Linked DNA regions of Podarcis muralis: region 2 is linked to region 1. Evidence: chromatin contacts called from public Hi-C data. All regions are on one chromosome and are shown on one strand. The core of a region is the stretch at or near the end of the contact, and the rest is flanking DNA. Distances in the headings are between cores, read along the strand shown.

Region 1 (4,518 bases), core at 361-2,860:
AATACTGCCTCCAGAGCCTGCCCGCTCTATGAAGAATTCAGCGATATCCTTCCCACCCGACCCTTCCCTCAAGGCCCTCAACCGGGCTGTCCTAAACGCCATCGGGCGCCTTCGGCGGGCTCTGGAGTCCCAGTTCCCCGGCAGAGGAACTTCGGCAGAGGCCGGGAAGGAGAGCCCCGAGGAGCCCTTCCGCGCGCCGAAGGCACAGGCGGGAGAGGAGAAGGAAATTCTCGAGAGGAAGGAGCCCCAGTCGCAACAAGGCTGGCGCGCCCGACGCGAGGAGCCTCCACCAAGCCCCGCCTCCTCCCTTCCGGAGGACAGAAAGCGAAAGCGGAAGCTGTTAGAGCAGAGGAGCTTCCTCAGACGGGAGGAAAGCGAAAGCAAGATGAGAATTGGAGCCCGGAGCTCCGCACCCGCCCCCTTCCGCCCGCGCGGCCAATCGGAGCCGACGCGAACGGCCAGGGAAGCCTTGGAATCAGAGCGTGTTCCTTTCGCGCCACCTGCCGGGCTCCGCCGCGCTGTCGGGGAAGGACGAGACCCGAGGGCCTCCTTCTCCCCTGCTGCTTGGAGCATCTGGGGAAGTTCAAAGGCGGATTCCATGCGCTCGTCTGGGTTCCCAGAATGGGCGCAGCCAAGGGGGGGCAGGTGTCCCCCCAGTCAACCCAGCCAGATGGGCGGGGTATAAATAATAAATAAATAAATGTGTTTGTGTATATGTGCATAAAGCTTTCATCTGTTGAATGTCTGCCTGTCATGCGTCAAAAGCCTCTAACGTGGGAGAAAAAGAGATTAAGCGGCGGGCCCGAGGTTCGCTCTGTCAGTCTATCAGAAAACTCGAGCGGAATATATGAAAGTCTCGCGCCTTAGGTTTATAAAAAAGGGACGAGAGGTTGCCTGCGTGTGATGTTTCTGTGATGTTTACGAAAACAGCCCCGCGCCTGGCTGTTCGCATGGCTTTCCTCTTTATTTCTTACAAACCTGCTCCGTCCCCCCAAGTCCCCCCACCCCTATCTCTCCAGAATTTCGCTCCTGCAAGAGCCGTGTGCTGCAAACCCGCCAAGTGTCCCTATTTTCAAAGGACAGTCCCGGATTTACAGGTTACAGATTTGATCCTGGAATGTCCCGCTTTTCTATTTTCCTCGGAGAAATATTGGCGGGTGGTATCGAGTTTTGCTACACCCAAGCCAAGGATATATAAGTAACTAGGGAACCTTTAGAAGAAACCTAAAGGCAGCCCTCCATAGGGAAGTCTTTCTTAAAGTTTAAAGTTTTATTATGTTTTTATATATGTTGGAAGCCACTCAGAGTGGCTGGGGCAACCTGGTCTGATGGCCGAGGTATAAATAATAACGTTGTTGTTATTGTTGTTGTTCCCCTATTTTCATCAGAGAAATGTTGGAGGGTTTGCCTGCACAACTTGGCACCAGGAAGAAGCAGGAGCAGCAAGGTCAGGTGGTCTCTGGTGCGGAAAATTTCTTGCACCCCCCCCCCATTGATTTTTTTATTTGTTATTATTATTTGTGCCTGCAAAAATGGTTTGACTTTATTTCATATTTTCTTACAAAGGAATGTGGATTCTGGGGCTCTGATAACAAGCAGGCGACTGTGGACAGATACTTAAATCTACAGGATGGATTTTGTTTTGGCTTGTGTTATTTTATTTATAGCAGGCACGTCCAACTCTCAAGAGACAGTGGCAACTGGCAGTGACAAAAGTTGCTGAACTCTTTTTTTCGGGGGGGGGGGAGATCGCGGGGCCTCCGAGGAGGCTACCTGCTGCCCTACAGGTACACCTGCCTTGCTCCGCCCCTGCCAGAGCGCCTTTTGTAAGCAAATGTTTATAATGGGAGAAACCGTCTCTGCCCAGCTTGCTAAGAAAACAGACAGAGGGAAGCGCGAGAGCCTCGGGGGAGCGTTTCCGGCACCTTTTGGAGCTTTCACTCAGGCCACGCCTCTCTCCTCCCGCTGCACCAATCCGAGTCCTACATGCCTATCCTCTACCCACCCCAGGCACGATGCCTGCTTTCAATTTTGCAGCTTCCGCGAAGCAAGTTTCGTTTCTTGCTGGCACTGAAGGAGCGCCATGGCGAGGAGCGCGGAGGACCGCCTGCTGGTCTGCCTGGAGAACTTGAACGAGGACGAGCTGAGGAGGTTCAAGGCCAAGCTGAACAGGTTCCCCATCTCCAAGGGCTACGACAACATCCCACGAGGGCGGCTGCAGAAGGTGGATGCGCTGGACCTCAAAGATCTGCTCATCAGCTTCTACGCCGAGGAGTACGCCGTGAAGCTGACCGCCAAGGTGCTGAAAGCCATCAACTGCAAGGACCGCGCCGAGGAGCTCCTGGCCGCCACTGGGAAAAGTAAGGAGCGGCTGGGGAGGGAGCGCAGCGGCCAGGCTGATCTTGCGCCCCTGGCAGAAGCGTTCAGATTGCGCCCCCTGGCCACGGAGAAATTAGCTCTCTCCTCCAACCCTCCCCCTTCCACCCATTCAATTCCTCACGCATTTCACCTTGCAAGGAATTCTTTCGCAGACAATCCAATATTTAATTTATTATTCCTTAGTACAAGGTTTCCGGGGGCTGCGAAGGACCCTCCAGCGCAGCCAGCAGGTAAAGCCCCTTCTTGCCTGGGGTCCACCCCTTTTCGACTCCCCTGAGCCCAGGAGAGCTCCCCTCCGCATACCCAACCCCCCGGGTGTTTCCTTTCCTGATTTAGCAGAGGAAGATTTTCCTCGGCCTTTGAAAGGGAGTTGCCGGCAGCTTCCCGGCCCCGCTTGATTCCTCTGAGTGGCCAATGCCCCCCCGGTTCGGGGCAGCCGTCGGCAGATCTTCCTCCGCTCCCCTGAGGGCCCTGGGTCAGTCGGTTCCGCGGGACAGCCGCTCCAGCTCCCTTCTTGTCCTTCCTCCTCCAGGGCTCAGGATGCCTTGCAAGGGCCAGGGGAAGAAGGTGCCGTCGGCGCAGGCAGCCGGGACAGGACGCGCACCCCAGAGAGGACGCACAGCCCAGAGAGAACGCGCAGCCCCCCGAGGATCGGGCGCTGCCCAGAGAGGAGGCGCAGCCCCCCGAGGATCGGGCGCAGCCCAGAAAGGACGCGCAGCCCCCCGAGGATCGGGCGCAGCCCAAAGTGGAGGCGCAGCCCCCGGAGGATCGCTCGCAGCCCAGAGTGGAGGCGTAGCCCCCGGAGGACCGCTCACAGCCCAGAGTGCTTTCTGGGTAGCCATTTAGCTTTGGCCCTGGCAGCGGTGGATACTAAGGATCGTGAGGGGGGGGGGTCTGGAGGGGAGCGAAACTTTTGCCTCGTCCCGAGTTCGGCGAGTTGCCGCGAAATGAGATACTCCGGTGGTTTAAAGCGGCAGTAGAGTAAAGGTGGTTGAGGTTCATTAGCGCTTTTGCTTCATTTTGGGGAAGGGGGACGACTTACTTAGCAAAACTGGGGAGTGGGCTCTTCCACTGAAAGCCTCGTCTTGCCGCATAACTGCCCTTTTCGCTTCTCTCTCTATCTCATTTTGTAACTGAACCAGGAAAACCACAACACAATGGCAGGAAATTGCCTACGTCACACAGTTTCCTATGTAATTTTATTAACCTGTCACCAAGCAATTACTGGCTAAACTGGCCTACTGCGCAATTGTTGTCATCATTGTTTTATTATTATTGCAATAACAACATAAGGGCTCAGGGTCCCTTCCAACTCTACAGTTCTAGGATTCTAGGATTTTTTTTATTTTTTAAAAAATTCATCTTTATTGGTTTGTCATAAATTCTCAAAAATCTTTCTCATACATGTCAACATCCACAATAAGCAAATAAAATCTCAAAACATTCAACATTCAAAATGTGTACTTAAATAAAAAAAGGGAGGGGATCCTCTACATGCGGCTGTAGGGGCTACGGAGGGATCCCACCACCGTCCGAACTATGTATAGCGCATGTGCGGCGTCGCTATATACAGTGCATGCTGCACATGCGCGCTGTGTAGCAATGCCCCACCCAAGGTGTCATGACGCCATCGTTCACCCCTGACTTTAGCACCTCCTGCTGGGTGCACCGTTGGGCAAGGGCAAGACCCAAGAGCCGCCTTCTCCCCTGCTGCTCAGCGCCCTGGGGGGCTTGCAGAAGTCGGATCTGGGGAAGTTCAAAGGTGGATTCCACGTGCTCCCGCTGCGAGGGGGGTGGGCGGGTTTGTCTGGATTCCCAGCATGGGCGCAGCCAAGAGGGGCCAGGGGAGCAGTGTAGGATGTGAAACACAAGAGCAGTCAAGTACAACATTCCTAGAGTGAACATGTTTACACATGGGGAGGAATGTTTGTCCAGCCAGCAGGTAAACTTCCTGTATCCTTCTGGGCTGGGCAGTGGCGTAGCATGGGGGGTGCAGGGGGGGCCGGCCGCACCGGGCGCAACATCTGGGGTTAGGGCAAATCCACGGGTTAGGGGGCGCAAATCCACAGGTTAGGGGGCGCAAATCCACGGGTTAGGGGGCGCAAATTACTTGCCTTGCCCCGGGTGCTGACAACCCAT
Region 2 (4,800 bases), core at 170-2,669, 290 kb before region 1:
TCTCCACACTGCCTCTCAATGATGGATGCAGGAGAAATGCAGTTGGGTTGGCATTTTAACGTGTGGCTGCCAACCCACATTTCCTGAAACAATGCATGAACACAGCTAACCACTGAATGCTGCACTTCTCCAACTTTTCCAACCCAGGTCTCCAACCATTGCATTGCATTGCAGGTGCATAGGTAAAGGTGTATTATTGGGGAAAGGTGTACATAAACATGCATATATTAGGTAAAATAACACCTATAAATGCATTATATGAGGGGGAAATGCATTTTAGTAAAAACATCCTGATGAACTTTCATGATAAGCTAATTCTAGATGGCAATAGAGAAAATACGTGTTTCATTTTTCAAAGGAATTTAGGCAAAGTTGGATTAACCTATGCCTTGAAAAGCAGAGAGGTTTGAAAGGGGAAGTGGAGAAGAGTGACATTCTTCCTCCTGCAGCTCTGTGTACTTTTTGGGGGAGGAAAAAGGAACTGCCCTCACCACCTCATGACAAAGGGGCCAGTGAGTGGGTTATGTGACCAGAGGCTTTGTGGGCACCAGGGGAAGAATTCAATGGCACCACTGTGCCCATGAGCACCATGTTGGCAACCCCTGCTCCATCAGATCCCTGAAAGTGGCACCTTTGGGGTGTTGTGTTAGCCTTTCAAGGGCGCAAGAAGCCCTCTGAAAGCCTTACCAAGATTTCCCAAGGATCAAGCATCAGATCCACCTTTAAGGTTCCAGCTTCAGAGTCCTTTCAAAAATTATAGTGTAACTCTCCATATTGTGCCTTTCTGCCTAGGACCACCTGGCTCATCTAATCTCCTTTTACAGAACAACCTGCAGCATCCACCTCACCTTTAATTTATGCTTGCAGTGGAGGCCCAGCAATAAATTCAAAAATGGGCGCAAATGCCAGATAGGTGCTTGCTGGCTGCAAAGAACAGGGGCTGCGCTGCCCAAGGCTTTCGTCTTATCTGCTGCACTCAACTGGGCAGCATTTGGACTTTTCTCCCCTCGGTCACTCCCTCCCACATTTGAAGAACCTGCAATACCCACCAGGTATTTTTTTTAATTAAAAATTATCTGTTTAACCAACCCTTAAATAAAACGCCAGCCCGATCCTCTAGCTTTTTGGGATGTATCTGGAACATGGTTAAAGGCATGAAGTAAGAATCGGAAGAGAAAGAAAGAAAAAGAAAGAAAGATCTTACTAGGACAGACAAGCGTTGAAGAGAGGCAGCAGCGTCCAGAGAGGGAACAGACAGAGATCAGAAAGGCAGCAAGGAGACACCAACCATCCCCGGACGGGCACAGAAGCCAAGTGAATGACCCTTGGTCCCGCCCTGATTCTAACTATATATAGCTCTATAGGGCACCGTACTTCTGGGAAGGCTGGGGTGCGGGGGGTGCCCTGGAGGAAAAGGCGGCTGGTGCGTGGGAGGATTCCTCCCCCTCACCAAAGATGCCACACAAATGACTTGGCCCAAGAATATTCAGTTCTTGATGCAGCCTTCTCTGCAGATTCAAGGGCGCCTCCTAGAGGCAAAGGCCCGACATTGTTGCATAAAATACATAACTCCCTGCTTGTTCCCATGCGGGGAGGGCAAGGGACAGCCCCTCAGTTGCATTCTTGAGTGCATGGAGCAGCTGAGGGCTGGGGAAAGTGGAAGCTCTAGAGTTTCCTAGCAAAGGATATTGCAGACTGACAGGCAACTTGACCATTACATTTGGCATTTGGGGATTTTCAAGAACAGGCAGAGGGAACTGAGCTGGGTGGAATAAGACATGGGTGGGGGATGAAGCGCGATCTTCTGGGTGAGTCATGGACTGGGTGGTATTTGGGGTGAACTTTGGGCACAGGAGGTGATTAGATGGTGAACCTGCACCACAACTGTGTATCAGGATGGGGGTTTTTTTTCTGGCCATGTGGGCAGTGCCGGATTTACCATATTTTTCGCCCTATAGGACGCACTTTCCCCCCTCCAAAAATGAAGGGGAAATGTGTGTGCGTCCTATGAGGCGAATGCAGTCTTTCGCTGAAGCCTGGAGAGCGAGAAGCGTCGGTGCGCACCGACCCCTCTCCCTCTCCAGGCTTCAGGAAGCTATCTGCAAGCCTTGGGAGCCCGCGGGAGTGCCCGCGGCATCTGGCATCTCTGTTTTCTAGAAGCACTGCCTGCAATCTGAAGTGGTTCAGCACTGACACAATTTTACATGATCCCCTCCTCCTCCAGGGACCTTACAAGGACCCTGCGAGAAAAGTTAGGAAGACTGGTGTGTTCGTAGTTGCAGTCCAAGCTTCAGGTCTAGTGAGGAATCTTTGAAGGAATGGGGGCCGTGACCCTGAGCCTTAAATCCGAAAGCCTGTCTCCCTCTCAACTGGGCAAGTGCAGAGTGATTAACTCCCCAGCTCCTTTTGGTACCATAGGTCAGGGGTCAGCAAGGTTTATTTTGCCTGGGCTGGATCAGTCCCGCAGAGATCCCTCTGTGGGCTGGATCGCCCAATTTCCGGTGCCGCGGAAGCGAGTCCCCTTGCTGCGCTGGTTTAGTGCAATGCGTGAGCAGGCAACTCAGTTCGGGGGTGGCTCGTGGGGTGGTCAAATGACCTCTGCAGGCCACTTCCAGCCCTTGGGCCTTAGGTTGCTGACCCCTGCCATAGGCTATGCAGCCTCCCATGCTGTCATCCAACCGCAAACTTTGTCAAGCTGTTCCCTTGAAGCAGCCCTACAGAGGCACCTAGTGGCTGACTTGTGGCGCCTCCACACTTCCTGGCTGGGTTTGTTTCTAGGTGGCCTGTTCTGGATGAATGTGTAATGATTTGTTTGCTGGGAGACTGGACAGTGCCTGGCTATTGAATGAGCATTGAATAGGCTAAGCAAATCAGTCTCTTAAGCTTAAGCCAAGAAAGAATTGAGTATCAATATACATATCAAGACTTTGAGATTAGGCCGCTGAAGAAGCCCGGAAAACTACCTTGGGAGTGTGCTACCTGCAAGCCCCAGTAAAAGGGCCCCATCGGGGGCGAACAGCGGCCTCTTGATTATTTGGACTGCCAGGGTGAAACAGGTGCAAAACGCTGGCACCCTGTCGTCTACAACTTTATTGTCTACAACTCCACTAGCATCTCTCGGTATTGTGAATAACACTGAACTTACCTTTGGTTGGTATCTTCATGACCTTATCTAAGAGCCAGTGTGGTGTAGTGGTTAAGAATGGTGGACTTGTAATCTGGTGAACCGGGCTCGCTTCCCCGCTCCTCCACATGCAGCTGCTGGGTGACCTTGGTCTAGTCACACTTCTCTGAAGTCTCTCAGCCCCACTCACCCCACAGAGTGTTTGTTGTGGGGGAGGAAGGGAAAGGAGAATGTTAGCCGCTTTGAGACTCCTTTGGGTAGTGATAAAGTGGGATATCAAATCCAAACTCTTCTTCTTCGTCTAAAAGACTTAGTTAAGCATTTGAAAAATCTATTGAAACCAGACATTATAAGTTCATCTTAGGTTGGGTAGTTCGCAAGTCTCTGTGGCTTTGTTTAATGTTTTGTATTTTTCTCAGAAGGTTGATAAAGTATGTATAATTATTGTTCTGTGTTGCATGAGGGTTGCATGAGTCGCACTACTACTATTGAATGAGCATTGGCTTCTGATTTGTTTGTGGGGAGGTGAGATGACTTTGCATCCAAGTAAGTCCTATCCCACACTTTCCAGCACATTTCCCCTTCACTTTCCTTATCACAAAAAGTCTGATCTTTGGGGGAAGCGGATTGATTGCACAGGACCTCCCCGTCAACTGTCATTGCACAACCTGTAATTGCTGATATGTGATTGCATCCCACCCGAAAATAGCAACAGTCTGGAAGCACCCTGAGTCGGCAGCATTCCCCTATTAGCCTGGCTTCCAGGAAACCTTTGCACAAAGATGACTCCAGAGCAGAGCCAAGAGGTGTGTCAGTGAAATATTAGGTTTGAAGAAACAAAACATCTGCTCAAAGGGGCAAAAACCATGAGATCACTGGATGGAAGAATGGTTTTAACTGCAACTGCTTTTAGAATGTTGTTGTTTTTAAAACTTTTATCTGATTTTTTTAAAATTGTAATTGCTTTTGGAATGCTTTAACTGTTTTAGAATGTTTGGTTTTGGTTTTTAAATTGTGTACCTGCTGTCCTGGGCTCCTTGGGAAGGAAGGGCAGGATATAAATTCAATAAATAATAATAAATATTAGTATCAGTCAAAACGTTCTGCTCGAATGGGTGATATACTTGGTTCAGATAAACAAAAGATCTGTTCAAAGGGGCCTGACCAATCACTCACCTGGTTCAGCATTTTCTACAAGGAAAGTCGTTACAGGAATAGCAACAAGGATCTGGAGTCGCCTTAAAGAGCAACATATTCATTATGGCATAAGCTTTCATGGGTCCACTTCATCAGATGAATGAAGCATTAACCTCAGTTCGCAGGAGTACATGTGCAATGTGCATGCAGGTGGGAAAGTGGAGTTAAGTGCCAATGAAATGCAAAAAGGAAAGCCTGTAGCAATTCAGCCAGAGATGGGTTTGCTATCCCTGAATCAGTGCTATGAAAAATAAGACCAGTGACCATTCACAATTCCTCTCTTGGAGAAAGGCAGCTTTCAAGTCACCAGTAACCTGAAATGTTCTTCTATTGGTTTGTGAATATTTCTGATTTTTTTCTACTGTCAGATGTGTGTTCGTTTAGTCCAGCAAGGTAGGAATTTGAGGCAAATGCCCAGGAACCCACCGCAGTGGAATGACCAGGAGGGACCCCAAAAGCAGGGGGCCTGGCTTGCCATA

What was found. Hi-C and Micro-C count contacts between places; a contact is called where the count stands out from the background.
Region 2: a contact with region 1 is called in a Hi-C map of blood, with 5 times the contacts expected there. The contact joins the promoter of TRIM72 here to the promoter of LOC144325254 in region 1. A contact is called at or near these places in 2 of 3 Hi-C or Micro-C datasets (blood and tail).

Annotation. Positions count from the first base shown.
Region 1 is chr13:15,570,850-15,575,367 of rPodMur119.hap1.1, reverse strand. LOC144325254 reads left to right here and starts at 1,610. Exons shown (of 2, transcript XM_077917960.1): 1 at 1,610-2,360; 2 at 2,912-3,836. The coding sequence starts at 2,084. The coding sequence ends at 3,225. LOC114583250 reads left to right here. Exons shown (of 14, transcript XM_077918115.1): 12 at 15-612.
Region 2 is chr13:15,856,291-15,861,090 of rPodMur119.hap1.1, reverse strand. It overlaps TRIM72 (tripartite motif containing 72), which reads right to left and starts at 1,419. Exons shown (of 7, transcript XM_028703546.2): 1 at 1,205-1,419.